Regions from separate parts of the Mus musculus genome. Here regions 1, 2, 3 and 5 are each linked to region 4. The links are chromatin contacts, called in public ChIA-PET, Hi-C and HiChIP or PLAC-seq maps. All regions are on one chromosome and are shown on one strand. Each heading gives the region's core, a stretch centred on a gene start, on an enhancer-like site or on the middle of the called end of the contact. The rest is flanking DNA. Distances are from core to core; before and after follow the strand shown.

The links. A called contact is a pair of places that touch in the nucleus more often than the background predicts. ChIA-PET counts read pairs in DNA pulled down with a chosen protein or histone mark. HiChIP or PLAC-seq counts read pairs in DNA pulled down with a chosen protein or histone mark.
Region 1: a contact with region 4 is called in a Hi-C map of bone marrow-derived macrophages, with 23 read pairs. The contact joins the enhancer-like site here to the promoter of 1810073O08Rik in region 4. A contact is called at or near these places in 7 of 39 promoter capture datasets (the 3T3-L1 cell line, the C10 cell line, cranial neural crest and 3 more), 7 of 15 datasets of contacts at CTCF or cohesin (the NIH/3T3 cell line, embryonic stem cells, large pre-B cells and 2 more), 70 of 484 Hi-C or Micro-C datasets (the AML12 cell line, B cells, the C2C12 cell line and 46 more), 5 of 115 datasets of contacts at active chromatin or transcription factors (the HPC-7 cell line, large pre-B cells, memory CD8 T cells and 2 more) and 1 of 9 other capture datasets (embryonic tail).
Region 2: an RNA polymerase II ChIA-PET map of memory CD8 T cells shows a contact between it and region 4, with 41 read pairs. The contact joins the enhancer-like site here to the promoter of 1810073O08Rik in region 4. A contact is called at or near these places in 2 of 39 promoter capture datasets (the 3T3-L1 cell line and hippocampal neurons), 4 of 15 datasets of contacts at CTCF or cohesin (the NIH/3T3 cell line, embryonic stem cells, large pre-B cells and 1 more), 22 of 484 Hi-C or Micro-C datasets (B cells, CD4 T cells, the G1E-ER4 cell line and 14 more), 13 of 115 datasets of contacts at active chromatin or transcription factors (CD8 T cells, the HPC-7 cell line, double positive thymocytes and 9 more) and 1 of 9 other capture datasets (liver).
Region 3: an H3K27ac HiChIP or PLAC-seq map of acute myeloid leukemia shows a contact between it and region 4, with 3 times the contacts expected there. The contact joins the enhancer-like site here to the promoter of 1810073O08Rik in region 4. A contact is called at or near these places in 1 of 15 datasets of contacts at CTCF or cohesin (large pre-B cells), 6 of 484 Hi-C or Micro-C datasets (bone marrow-derived macrophages, double positive thymocytes and embryonic stem cells), 3 of 115 datasets of contacts at active chromatin or transcription factors (acute myeloid leukemia, cardiomyocytes and pancreatic cancer cells) and 1 of 9 other capture datasets (liver).
Region 5: a contact with region 4 is called in an H3K4me3 HiChIP or PLAC-seq map of bone marrow-derived macrophages, with 6 times the contacts expected there. The contact joins the enhancer-like site here to the promoter of 1810073O08Rik in region 4. A contact is called at or near these places in 1 of 39 promoter capture datasets (embryonic stem cells), 3 of 15 datasets of contacts at CTCF or cohesin (the NIH/3T3 cell line and large pre-B cells), 2 of 484 Hi-C or Micro-C datasets (bone marrow-derived macrophages and nephron progenitors), 7 of 115 datasets of contacts at active chromatin or transcription factors (bone marrow-derived macrophages, embryonic limb bud, heart atrium and 4 more) and 2 of 9 other capture datasets (embryonic tail and embryonic trunk).

The regions. Positions count from the first base shown.
Region 1 is chr17:84,379,116-84,381,815 of GRCm38.p6, reverse strand. The region is part of intron 26 of Thada (thyroid adenoma associated); the gene reads left to right. Among named protein-coding and RNA genes, the nearest start is that of Gm24722, 11 kb to the left of the region's middle. Within about 2 kb of position 1,270, at least 9 of the 459 cell types and tissues checked have an H3K27ac peak or open chromatin away from gene starts, as enhancers often do. A contact at or near this core is called in bone marrow-derived macrophages, where this site is marked.
Region 2 is chr17:84,418,237-84,420,936 of GRCm38.p6, reverse strand. All of the region lies in intron 21 of Thada (thyroid adenoma associated), which reads left to right. Among named protein-coding and RNA genes, the nearest start is that of Gm24722, 28 kb to the right of the region's middle. Within about 2 kb of position 1,431, at least 124 of the 459 cell types and tissues checked have an H3K27ac peak or open chromatin away from gene starts, as enhancers often do. A contact at or near this core is called in B cells, CD8 T cells, the G1E-ER4 cell line and 11 more, where this site is marked.
Region 3 is chr17:84,233,604-84,236,303 of GRCm38.p6, reverse strand. All of the region lies in intron 31 of Thada (thyroid adenoma associated), which reads left to right. Among named protein-coding and RNA genes, the nearest start is that of Gm36279, 43 kb to the right of the region's middle. Within about 2 kb of position 1,278, at least 44 of the 459 cell types and tissues checked have an H3K27ac peak or open chromatin away from gene starts, as enhancers often do. A contact at or near this core is called in acute myeloid leukemia and cardiomyocytes, where this site is marked.
Region 4 is chr17:83,916,609-83,919,308 of GRCm38.p6, reverse strand. It overlaps 1810073O08Rik (RIKEN cDNA 1810073O08 gene), which reads right to left and starts at 1,375. Exons shown (of 2, transcript NR_166916.2): 1 at 1,205-1,375.
Region 5 is chr17:84,267,380-84,270,079 of GRCm38.p6, reverse strand. The region is part of intron 30 of Thada (thyroid adenoma associated); the gene reads left to right. Among named protein-coding and RNA genes, the nearest start is that of Gm24492, 19 kb to the left of the region's middle. Within about 2 kb of position 1,294, at least 80 of the 459 cell types and tissues checked have an H3K27ac peak or open chromatin away from gene starts, as enhancers often do. A contact at or near this core is called in bone marrow-derived macrophages, heart atrium, microglia and 1 more, where this site is marked.

The DNA of each region.
Region 1 (2,700 bases), core at 21-2,520, 460 kb before region 4:
TTTGTACAGTGTAAGAAGGAAATGTGTCTGTAAAAACATTATTAGACCCAACTACATGGATCTCAGTGACTGTGGAAAGACACTGCATGACTTTACTTTCTGGTGTGGAAAGGACAGAACCATTTTAGTTACTTCTTTTTCTATCTTGATGGCACAGATGTGCCAGCATCTTCTAAGGAGTGTCTTACGCTGCCCCGCACTCTGCTTCCTGGAAGATTGTGAAGCAGTTGCCAGACAGAACTACTTTTCTCTTGTTTTTCATGTTTTCTAGGAAAACAGATTCCACAAGTTTCTGTGGTTACCTACTCCATTGTTGAAGGAAGAACTGGATTCTCAAAACTCAAATTGAGAGCTGTGGAGTATGTGGGTTTTTGTGCTTTTGAAAATGTAATTATTAGAATTCACAATAGGTTGTTTGATTTGAACTGTTTAGTAGCTTGCAGCAAGTACTTATTTGGCCAAACTGAAACCAGAATTTTCCCAAAAGAATTCTCATTTTCTTCACTAAATGTGCATTTGTTGTGTCCTTACTCTGGACCAGGTACTAGAATACAGACAGGGATCAGAAGTATTCCATGCTGTGCTAAAGATGGAGCTCAATTGAAGGTCTGCGTGGCGTCCGCAGAGCCCTGGGTTCAGGCTCTAGTACCACTGAAACCCCAGGTGGTGATGAGTGCATAAAGTCCCAGCACTTGAGAGGCGAAGACTGGAAGGCTGGAAACTCAAGTTCATTCTTAAGAATTAGAAGCTAGGGCTGTAGAGTTGGCTCAGTGTCAAGAGTATTTGTTGTTGCAAGGACCCAGGTTCGAGTCTCAGCACCCACATGGAGGCTTACCACCTCAAAGACCAGCAACTGTGGTGCACAGACACACATGAAGGCAAAACTCTAATACACATAAAATAATAAAAATCTAAAATATTTTTAAAACATTTGTTTACTTATTTTATGAATATGAGTACACCACCATTGTTCTCTTCAGACACACCAGAAGGGGACATCAGACCCCATTACAGATGGTTGCGAGCCACCATGTGGTTGCTGGGAATTGAACTCAGGACCTCTGGAAGAGCAATTGGTGCTTTTAACCACTGAGCCATTTCCCCCAGCCCTAATTTTTTTTTTTTTAAGTTAGAAGCTAGCCTTGGTTACAACATTTTGTCTAAAATAATTTGAGAAGATGGAGGAGAAAAGGGAAGTTGTCATAGCCAGTAAAGGCATGAGTCGCATAAGCCTGAATATGTAAATTCAGTTTCTTGAACCCACAATGAAAGCAGAAGGAAAGAGTGATTACAGAGTTGATCCTGCCCCTCCCCATCATGCGCACGCGCACACGTGTACACACACACACATTCCATGTCCTTGGGGAAACTGAAGGGTTGATGAAGATTATCTGCTGTGTTCGAGTCTCTGTTGAAGGGCAGGAGAGGTTCCCTTGATGCCTACCCGTTTCCCATCCTGTGTTGTACGGGCCCGGCCTTCCCAGGCCCCCTTTACTTCATGCCTATGGAGGTAATGGAAGAACGGGCTTCAGTATCAAGGATTCCAGTATCATGCTGCAGAACCAGGAAGGTAGAAGTCTTGGATTCAGTTTGACTTACCCCACCAAGGTGCCAGTGCTGCTGTTAGACATTTGCCGTTTTTACAGTTAACTCTATAAAACTTTTATGTTTGATAATAGCTGGGTGCTATGGGATGAGAATTTGGGGGCTTATAAAACTTCTTTCCTGTAATGTGATTTCTTTTAGACTTAACTAAATATTTTTTATAGTCCATGCTTGTGTTTTTCATTCATGTCTTTAATTAAAGCCAGTCTTGATTGTAACAGCCATCATTACTTGGTTTTATCCTAAGACCCTAAGACATAATAGTGCTTTTCACACTTTGTAGATGTGAAAATTGAGTTACAGGAAAGATTTGCTCAAGATCATGAGTAGCACTAGCAGTAAAAGTCAATGATTATTTTTAGCTCACATTAGTTTGACTAGAACATTTTTTAAATTGCAGGTTTTTCTAGTAGTAACAATAATACAAAACTGTATTCAGTGATTCTTTTGTAGAATATGAATTTTATTCTTCCAAGAAGATACTTCACTTATCATAGGCTTTTAAACGGTGATTAAAAATCAAGAGTCCCATGTTTTGATGTGGTTTAGAGGCATCATCCATTCATTGTCCACAGACGTTTATAGAGCATTAAGTTTCTGTTTTTTAGCCAGAGAAGAAAAGTGACTGCCTGTAAAGACTGAGAACTAAGGCTCATGGCCCGTGTTGCTGTTGTTGAGTCGCTCTTACAACTAGAGTGAAGTCTATGCTGACCCTTTGAGCCAGGGTAGAGATCCATATCTTAAGTTACTGTTCAATTCTCAGGTTCAAGAATTGTAGGAAGAAAACCACAAATAAAATTTTTAACTTAAAAAAAAATTCTTGAAAAGTAATACATTCATGAAATTGAAGAGGGATGTAGTCATTGTGTTCTTAAATATTGACTCTTGCACGGACCACGTAATCTTCGTTCTTAAGTACTGCTTCAGGCCATTGCCTGCTTTAATAACTCAGGCATTGTTGTTTTCGTTAGAGCATGTTCTATGGAATTTTGGCAATGCATGCATCCTCTTTCTGTATCTTAGAAAAGCACGAGTAAATATTTTTTCTTTGCTTTGGTGTTTTTGTAGCTTAAATTTTATATGAGCCAGACTAAT
Region 2 (2,700 bases), core at 182-2,681, 500 kb before region 4:
CCTTTGCTGTACATGCTGACAAAACCCACCAACCTGAGAGGTCACCACTTAGATAGGTGAGTGTGAACCTAGCCGACTTCTCTCTGTAAAGCTAAAACAGCAGCAGTCAGCCTGAGTCTCCTTCTCACCTCCCTCTTACGTTCTGGGGGTCCTGCTTTTGTTCTCAGATCACCCTGCTTTCTGACCTTGGTTAAGGCTGACTACTCAAGGAGCGCACACAGGAGGATGATTATAACCACGGCTGACAGGAGGCAGGAGGACAAGTTGGGGACTTTGTTGCTATATGGAGAGGAGAGCTGGTGCTTATTTTCAATTCTGAGTTTTTAATGCTTGGTTCATTGAAGGCGCTTTGCTGTGATACTCCCCAGCTCCCTTCAGTATGAGGAAATGGATTCATTACCTGGGCTGACAAAGATCCCAAAGCTAATTTCTGCCTCTGTCCTTCCCCTCATGGGTTCGCGTGGCACAGTGCTCCCTTTGTTCTGAGTGACTCACTTAGGTTTTCTTTAAGGTGATTTCCCCTTCCCCTTCCCCACACCAGCTCTCTCAAGGCATGAAAGATAACTTTCTACTGGAGTTTTGACTACCTGATCCTTCCTATAGAGCATTTCTTGTGAGGCAGTGTGCTCTCCCAGCTTCTTCAAGAGGAAATTGTTCCCCTGGTGGCAGGTCTGACTGTCCTGCTCTGTAATCACACAATGAAAGGTTCTTTTATAGTGTCCTGCGCTGGTGGCAGAGATAAAGCTGCTTTGAGGGCTGTAAGCTGAGACCCTTCAAGAGTGAGCAGTGCACACAAGCTTATCTCAGTGTTTCCTGACTCACTGGTGTGTGTCTAGGTTTCGAGCTTGCTGCTCTGCTGACAGACCTGCTGGATATTTTGTTGGCCCTCTTTCCAGTGTGATGCTGATACTGATCTTTAAATGCCTACTGAGGTTTTAAAATAACTTCTGTGTTGAATATCAATTTCTCTGTAGATTCCACCTAGTGTTTCTAAAAACAGGCTTTTGGGTACGTTTTCTTCACACTTGCTTGCGTCACACTCTGTAGTAGTTGTTCCCACAGAAACCCTGTGAGGAAGTATTGCCAGCTGGTAGAACCTTCTGCTTCAGATTCTGGTGATGCGTGGGTGATCGGGGTCCTTGATTGGCTGGGTGCATTTCCTCTGTTGTGTCATTATTTAATTTTTTTGTGATTGATTACAAACGGAATTCACTCATTAGTATTCATAAGTCACAAAGGAATTGCCTGTTTTATTTTGTTTATATTAGATTTTAGAAATTATGAGTATATTGAGCTCTGATGAGTAGAAGTGTTAACTTTTAAACTTCAGGAGAGACCACATCATTTAGTCGCCTGTTTACTGACTGTTTTACTGCATGGGTGTTGTGGGAACACAGAGAAGACTCAGATGTGGTTTTCTGATCACCCAGAGCTGAGTTATGCAGCGAAGCAGTGCCTCACTTGGAGAACCCAGGCCTGAAGGGTAACAGTCAGACGGTCTGTGCTGAGCATTTGCTAGAACAAGGAAAATAGACCTTCTGGTAAGACGGTGTCTGCACACCAGAAAGCCTTTATAATGATATAGAGGAACAAAGCTTAGATTTTGAAGAAATTCTCATTGTTAGTAAGAAATGATTATAATGGAGCAGGATTGCTTTTAAACATAGTCATTTTATTAGGCTTTAAGTCCTGTGGAGCGTCTCATGTAAACAAAATGGAATTAGAGTCTTCCAGCTGGAGACAGTCCCAACATTATAAGAAATGGTTCTGTTTTAAACTCGGAATTTAAATTAAGGCTTACTATTTTATAGTATACTGTCAAACCAAAATTAGACATTTATAGACTGCTAGTTTATCTGATGGTAAGCTATAGATGCCTGGAGACATAGCAAGTAGCTGTTCTCCCCTGTGGACTTGTGACCTGTAAATCTGTAAAACATTGCTAATTTGCTTTAGGGTTTTATAAAAAGTCAGAAGTAGAATATGTTAAATTTAAAGGGCAGTGTCATGTTTAATTTTAAGATTAGAAATCAGTATCTTCTTTTTATTTCACTTTAGCTTTGGTTTCCTTCAGGGTCCCTGAGAGCTGTGTATGCTGGCTTGTGCCTGTAATCCTAGTACTTGGAGGCTGAGGCAGGAGGATCATCAGAGAGTCAAGGCCAGCTTCAGCTATGTAGTGAGTTTCAAGCCAGCCTGAACTGTAAATGAGACCCTGGCTCAATTAAATATAATAATAAAATATCCGGGGAGAATTTTTGTTTTTTTCCTCGAGATAGGGTTTCTCTGTATAGCCCTATCTGTCCTGAAACTCACTTTGTAGACCAGGCTGGGCCTGAACTCAGAAATCCACCTGCCTCTGCCTCCCAAGTGCTGGGATTAAAGGTGTGTGCCACCACCACCCGGGGAGAATTTATTTTTTATGTTAAAGTTTGTTTGTTTGTTTGTTTTTTTAAAAAAACTGGAAAATAACACTTTTTGACCCTTAGAAACTCAGTTTCTAATGAAATGCTTATATTTTCAGATGACCTTTTCATTTTAAAAACGAAATTGAGAAGTTTTGGGTTCAGTGCTTTCTGCCAGGGTTAATCCCTGGGACCCATGTAGTGGAAGGAGAGAGTGGACTCCCACAGTCTGTCCTCTGACCTCCATTGGCACCCCATACACATACATATACACCAATGAATACATTTGGTTTCTGAC
Region 3 (2,700 bases), core at 29-2,528, 320 kb before region 4:
TCCAATGAGAAAGGTCATAGTACAGCAGGAGGTAGTTCCTTCCGTATGAATCCAGCCATTAAGTCATTATCTTAAAGACCAGAAATACGCTTTGCTTAGAAGAACAAACAAAAGCCATATCTGAAGATGAGCACACATCGAGTGTGAGACTCAGTAACACAGTCCTGAGTGACTGCGCTGACCATACTGGGACATGTGAACACTTCCCAACAGGGAAGACTGGAAATGTCTATGCAAAATAGGATTGCCAAAGCCATCTGACCCTCATACAAATACAGTGGGGCCAATCAAACAAGGACTTGGTCCTTTCAGTGAGACCATGGCTTCCTGAGGCAAAACCCAATCAAGTTTGAGATGACAAACAGAAAAGTTAGTTTAAAAATTACTGCCCGCTAGAGAAAGCTGTTAAGCTTCATACCAGAAAGCTACTGTCAGGTTCTGTGCCCTGCTTATAAAAGGCACCCATTAAAAACAAAAATGTAAGTACCGTATGTTGAAATAGACTGCATTTGCTACCCCAAGACATACTTTGTCAGAGAGATCCTGTTGGGAAACCTTGTGGTGAGTGCTGTAGTGGGTGTGGAAGCACCAACGGTAGCTGTCAGTCCCAGATGTGCACCAGAGTGACCTGGGTCACTTTAAAGCTAGACATGCTTTGCGAAAGTTCCCCAATGAGTTTCCCATGCTCCCTGGGCTGAGAACCACTGTAGGGAAGGAATGCTGTGTTATCTCTGCAGTTGTTCATAATAAAAAATTGTGTACTCCTCCCTCCAGCCTCTTGTTCCTCCTAGAGGCCCCCTCACTGGTCACTAGGTTCTGATGCACAGAGGGGAGGGTGGGACCTCCAAGAAGTAGAGGCTGGTCTTGTTAATTCTCTGCTACATCTAAGACTTAAAAGAGCCCAAGAACTGTATGTGGTGAGCATCTACACTGTGGAAGGCCCCTCTGTATGCCTGCCCTGCCTGCCCTGCCTGCCCTGCCCTGCCCTGCCCTGCCCTGCCTGCCTGCCCTGCCTGCCTGCATGCCCTGCCTGCCTGTCTGCCCTGCCTGTCTGCCCTGCCTGCCTGCCCTGCCTGCCCTGCCTGCCTGCCCTCCTTGCCTGCCTGCATGCCCTGCCTGCCCTGCCTGCCTGCCCTGCCCTGCCTGCCTGCCCTCCTTGCCTGCCTGCCTGCCCTCCTTGCCTGCCTGCCTGCCCTGCCTGCCTGCCCTGCCCTGCCCTGCCCTGCCCCGCCCTGCCCCGCCCTGCCTGCCTCTCTGCCCTGCCCTCCCTGCCCTGCCTGCCTCTCTGCCCTGCCTCTCTGCCTTGCCCTGCCTGCCTGCCCTACCCTGCCTGCCCTACCCTGCCTGCCCTGCCTGCCTGCCTGCCCTGCCCTGCCCTGCCCTGCCCCGCCCTGCCCCGCCCTGCCTGCCTCTCTGCCCTGCCCTCCCTGCCCTGCCTGCCTCTCTGCCCTGCCTCTCTGCCTTGCCCTGCCTGCCTGCCCTACCCTGCCTGCCCTGCCTGCCTGCCTGCCCTGCCTGTCTGCATCATTTGATCATGTTTGTTCATTCTTCTGAATGCACCATGATGAATGATGTTCCTTTACCCTACTGGGAAGTATTAAGCCAGCATCAGCTGCACTTCACTTAGAACTGCAGACCCTGCCTACCCAGTCATAAACCCAGCAAACTCTGGGAGAGTTCTTCGGAGTATGACTGTGCCAGAACACAGAGCAGATTATCTTGTCAGCTTCTGAACAAGCCAGAAATCTGCATAACCTGAGACCAGCAGAATCCACTCCTCTTAGGACCATGTGTGTGTGCTTGAGGGCTGCGGTTCCCAAAATCCCTGCATCAGCAACTGCTAGAGGGGTGGCTTCCTCAGTGAGAACTGCGTCTGTGCTTTGGCCAGGCATGATGGCTCACACCTGTGATTCTAGCATTTGGGAGGCTGAAGCGGGAGAATTGTCACAATGTATAGCCAGCTGGGTATGCATACCAAGATCTAGGCCAACAAGGACCTTTTAGGGATAATCCAAACAGTCGTGCTTGGGCTAAATCTTTTTTGTAGAGGGCTTGCCTAGCATGTATCAAGCCCTAACACTTCAGGCGCTAACAGTGTGTAATCCAGGGATGGTGGTGCCGTCGGATGGATTAGGGTCATCTTCAGCTCTGTGAAACCTGAGACCTTATCAAAGAAATTAGATAATTAATTGGTTAATTAACTAAAACAGAGTACTACTGATCCCTCCAGGGGAGCCACACTTAGGCTCCAGGAATTCTGCCTGGGCCACAGAGGTGATAAAGGTGCTTGCTTCACAAACCTGAATCTGATCCCTGGAACCCATGTAAACATGAACTTTGAGAGTCAACTCCACTGGTGTCTGACTCTCAACATGGTAACAAGTGAAGTGACATCTGAGGAAAGTGGACTTGTGCTGTATCTCTTTCTGTCCCCACTGTTGCCCAGCATAGGAACAGTTTGATGCTTTTCTACCACGTGGACAGACCTGAAGCACAATGCTTGGATGTCATGGATATGCCTTCCAGCTCTTCTCACCTCGCTCTCCTACTAGAGCGGATGGTTTTTAAAGAATTCTTTTGTTTAACTTGAGTGTGTGTGCACACATGTGCGTGTACACACACACACATACACACACTGTGCCTGTAGAAGCTAAAAAATGATATCAGCTCTACATCCAGGGCATCTGATGTGGATGCTGG
Region 4 (2,700 bases), core at 126-2,625:
ACACACATATATGCATATACATATATTTCTAAAGTGTGTATATACACATATATATGTGCACACATGCACATGCGTAGAGGACTGTTTTCAGGATCTGGTTCTCTCCTTCCACCATATGGGTCCTAGGGATTGAACCCGGGTCACCAGGCTCAGTGATATCTCCCTGAACTATGATATATTCTAAGAAACAAAAATCATGAACCAGACAGTAGAAAAAGATGTTCGGTTAGCCTCCAGGAACTCTATATTCACAGCTGTTATGGCCTGAACCCAGACCGTGCCAACTCCGCATGGTACCGTCTAGCAGACTGGAGTGAGGTCTAACCTCAACTTGCACCCAGGATGAATGAGAACAGTGGGAGGGGCATGGGGGTGAAGTTCCTGCCCTGGGTCTTCGGCTGCCTAAGGTCTTGTTTTGCTTCTTTGAGGAGACCTGCTCCTCCCTCCCTCAGCCTTAGTGTCTCTGTTCCAGGGCAGTACCAATTCTAAGACCTTGATTAATTCTTAAGGAATATTCCAAAACTATCATCTAAGAGTCAAGACCCTGGGTTCAAGATCTGGGATGACTGGAGTATCAAGTTAGGAAGACTGGCCAGAGCAGATCAGCTCCAGAATAATAGAGCTATGAGCCCCAGACCAGCCAAAGCTGACGGCACTGAGCAGGACTTCACTGGTCTTCCGCTCAGGAAAACCCCATTCTGCCCTTAGCCAGCAGGAGAAAGAAAACAGGAAACACATGTTCTTAAAGGGACGCTGTGCACCTAGACTCAAGATGCCCTCCAGGGAGTCTGTGCCCTACATGGGGGCTTCTTACCCAGCCTGGGGAACCTGCCCTGATCGGCCCTTGAAGAAGAGAAACATTTGTCAAACTTATACAAAAAACACCAAAACTGTAGGCAGGATATTTGTAGTCTTACTAATTCCTGTGCAACCTTGAGCAAGGGGGCTCAGCCTCTCTGGGCCTGTGTTCTCTCTCTCTCTCTCTCTCTCTCTCTCTCTCTCTCTCTTTTCTCTGCTTCACACACCTCACTGGCTTTGCAACTATAAAGTATCACACACATAAAAACAAGTAGGAATGCCAGCGAGTCTTCCCATGCTCCCCACCGCTCCCCGTGCTCCCCTCCATTCCCCGTGCTCCCCACCCCTTCCTGCAAGTTCTAAGTTCCAGGATGCCTCCTCCAATTGCCCCAGAGGAGTGACTCACCCATGATGGCCCCTCTGGCATTCATCCTTTGCTTCTTCTCCTGTCAGGAGCTTGGCATCCTTCTCATCAGGTGTCTGGTCATCCTGTCATAAACTCAGAAACACCTTGAGGTCTGGCAGCCTGGCTACTCTTCATGTCCCTCCTTTTGGCAGCAGGTGTGTAAGAAGCCCTGGCTAGAGGTACAAGGCCTGGGTGAGAGAAAGCACGTTGTGACGTGCCTGAGCTCCACCCACATCTCTTCCTTTGATCCAGTTCTGACTGATGGGGACTTTTGGACTTGACCATCACAGTTGCTGGGCCCAGGTCACCGAGCCCAGAGGAGAGCAACCTGAAGTGGACTCTAGGGTCTCTTAGAGGAGACTTGGGAGGCACTCAGAATGCCTGAAGTTTTAAGAGGATAATGTGTGTACCAGCTCGTTGAGGGTGTCCACCTGTGCCCTCCATTTCCCCTCAGGAACATCCATGGTTTTTCCTTTTAAAACCGGGCCTGGGACCAATAACCTACCAAGCATCTTAAAGAAGGGCTAAGAATGGCTGGGCAGTGGCGGTGCATGCCTTTAATGTCAGCACTCAGGCAGAGACAGGGGCAGGGGCAGGGGCAGGGACAGGGGCAGGGGCAGAGGCAGAGGCAGGTGGGTCTCTTTGAGTTTGAGAGCAGCCTCATCTATAGAACATGTTCCAGGAGAGCCAGGGCTACACAGAGAAACTCTGTCTCAAGCAAACAAACAAACACAAACGAGGAGAGCTAAAAGGCCTCCTGAGGAGGGAGCATCCTGGGCTATGGGCTCAGCTCTATGAGCAGAGCAGAGCAGCTAAAAGCATGGAGATGGGTGGGTGTGAGCCTGGTCCTCACCGTGAGAACAAAATCTAAGCGGTAGATGGTAGCACCCAGGCCGAGGAGACAAGATGAGCTTGCGCCTCCTGTCTCTCTCTCTCCTGTGTGCCTGCTGACTGCAGAGGACTCTGAGCCATCCCATAAGGAGAGCAGAGTCATTGAGAGTCTGGGCCCCTGAGGCAGCACACAGACAGCCTCCTCCCAGCCAGGAGCCCACCCCAGGCGGTTCAGTCAGGGAAATGTGAGGATCTGTTTGTTTTACCAGCAAACATTACAGTGAGGCGAGTACTTAATGGGGGCAAGACTGCAGGAAAAACGGCCCGACGCTTCTAGTATCTTCTGGCCCACCTCCAACGTGGGCTTTGGAGTGTGGTCAGGTTCCCTCACTCAACCCTGATGTCATAAGTGTGCTATGTCAGAAACACAGATGAATGCGTTGGAGTCCTTTCACGATGTCAGCATGTGTTGAGTAACAAGAAATCTACAAGGTACAGCTGCTCCACTGGCAGAATGTCAGCAAGTAGCCTCGCTTGCCTTGATAGCTCTGGCCAAGGCAAACACCGTTTCTTTTTATTATAATCTTAACTGCTAATATTAACTCTCAGATCATACATCATGCAAACACATGGACACACAGAGAGAGAGAGCTTTAAAAAAGCAA
Region 5 (2,700 bases), core at 45-2,544, 350 kb before region 4:
TTAAAATTTGAACTCTGAAGTTAAAAGCATACAGACTTTTGTCATACATTTGTGTTTATACTTTACAAGATTAATCAGGGTTTATTTATATGAGCTGGTTGAGCAACGTTGTTGGGGACTTTTCCATGATAAATGGCTGGGTGGGAATGTGGTTTGAATAAAGAACATGGCATTTGCTCTTGCAGGCTGCTTTTCATTCCAGGATGTCAGGAGTCTTATGGAAATCAGCTCATTAATCCTTCCTGTCCTCCCTTCTCCCTTTCTCAGCCTTCCCTTCTCAGTCCAGTTCTTTCCTCTGGTATGAGGGCAGCGGTTACCAGATCCCGGTGTGAGGGCAGCGGTTACCAGATCCCCGTGTGAGGGCAGCGGTTACCAGATCCCGGTGTGAGGGCAGCAGTTACCAGATCCCCGTGTGAGGGCAGCGGTTACCAGATCCCCGTGTGAGGGCAGCGGTTACCAGATCCCGGTGTGAGGGCAGCGGTTACCAGATCCCCGTGTGAGGGCAGCGGTTACCAGATCCCCGTGTGAGGGCAGCGGTTACCAGATCCCCGTGTGAGGGCAGCGGTTACCAGATCCCCGTGTGAGGGCAGCGGTTACCAGATCCCGGTGTGAGGGCAGCGGTTACCAGATCCCGGTGTGAGGGCAGCGGTTACCAGATCCCGGTGTGAGGGCAGCGGTTACCAGATCCCCGTGTGAGGGCAGCGGTTACCAGATCCCCGTGTGAGGGCAGCGGTTACCAGATCCCCGTGTGAGGGCAGCGGTTACCAGATCCCCGTGTGAGGGCAGCGGTTACCAGATCCCCGTGTGAGGGCAGCGGTTACCAGATCCCGGTGTGAGGGCAGCGGTTACCAGATCCCGGTGTGAGGGCAGCATTTACCAGATCCCGGTGTGAGGGCAGCGGTTACCAGATCCCGGTGTGAGGGCAGCATTTACCAGATCCCGGTGTGAGGGCAGCATTTACCAGATCCCCGTGTGAGGGCAGCATTTACCAGATCCCGGTGTGAGGGCAGCGGTTACCAGATCCCCGTGTGAGGGCAGCGGTTACCAGATCCCGGTGTGAGGGCAGCGGTTACCAGATCCCGGTGTGAGGGCAGCGGTTACCAGATCCCCGTGTGAGGGCAGCGGTTACCAGATCCCCGTGTGAGGGCAGCGGTTACCAGATCCCGGTGTGAGGGCAGCAGTTACCAGATCCCGGTGGGGTGGAAATCTTGCCCAGGTCAGGAAGCAAGTGAGATTCAGAATGAGCCCCGTCCTGGGAAGGGATGTCACAACATTGTCTAGGGATGTCACAACATTGTCTAGGGATGTCACAACATTGTCTAGGGATGTCACAACATTGTCTAGGGATGCCACAACAGGGTGCAGTCCAGGCCCCTTGGATGGTCCTCCTGCTGCGCTTGCTGTCTTCAGGCTGCAGCTCTGCTGTCCTAGCAGTCACAGGCTCCACCCTAACAGAAAGAACTTTGAAAAGCTCTCTCAAGCAGGACTCAGAGGAAACGGCTTGTTTACCTTGGCTGTGACTTGGGATTACAATTATATTGGGCTTCAGTTTTTTCAGAAGTGGTTTGTTATCTTGTGTTTCCCTCAGCCATAAAAGAGTAAATATGTATTGGATGTTCCTTTTAGAAAACTTGATGACATAAACCATGTGTGTGGGTACACGTGTGTTAATCCTACTACTTAGGGGTACGGAGACAAAGGGGCTGTTGCAAATTTCAGACCAGTCTGAGCTACTCAGTGAAACAGTTTCAAAAAAACAAACCAAACTGAAGAAGATAAGCAGGTGAGCTTTGTGTGCTGCTGGGCTCTGGGGTGGGGAATGGGATGGCCGAAGGGAAACATTCTCTACAGAACTTCATCCCTGGTTTTCCTTGGCTATCATTCATAGCAAGGAAAAATAATTTGAAAAACAATATAAAAGTGAAATCTACTCTTAGCACAGTTCTCTGTGGTTACATCATCTTTTTCCTTTTTTTAAAAAACATAGCTAAGGTTCTATTAAGTATAAAAGTTATAGCTTCCTTTTTTTCACTTGGCAATATGAAAATATTTGCTATTATTATTACTTAAAACTTTATGGCTGCTATGGAAAATGGTATCACACTTCCTTAAAAACTGGAAATAGAATCAGTATCTAATCCTGCAGTTCTCCGTCTAAGTTCAGAGAAAGAGAAAGCAGGCTTCGATGGTTGTACTGCTATGCTCAGAGCAACGTTCTTCCTGGTCACCAAACCACAGAACAGCAGTGTTCATTGCTGACAATGTAAGCAAAATATGCTATATACATATGGTAACATTAGTCCATCTTTAAAAGAGAAGTTCCCATCCTCAACTAGGGATTGAACCCAGGCCTTTCCACATGCTAGGCCAGTGCGCTGCCACAGCTATATCCCCAAGCAGCAAGAGAGATCTGACCTGTGCCACCACATGGAGGTACCCCGAGAGATGGCTGGCTGAGCAGATAGTTCATAGACACAGAAAGTAGAGCTGTCATTGGCAGCGTGTGATGGGACAGCCAAGAGATAGAAGTGCTGGGGTTAACATAGTAACTTCATACTTAAAACATTTAAAAATAGCAAGTACAAACAAAAACTAAAATCTCTATTATTTCTTCAGAGTTTTTTTTTTTTTCAATTTGGGGAATTGGGGGGTTGATTTTTCCTATCACTATCCATCTCTACAAAAAAAATAATTTTGCCT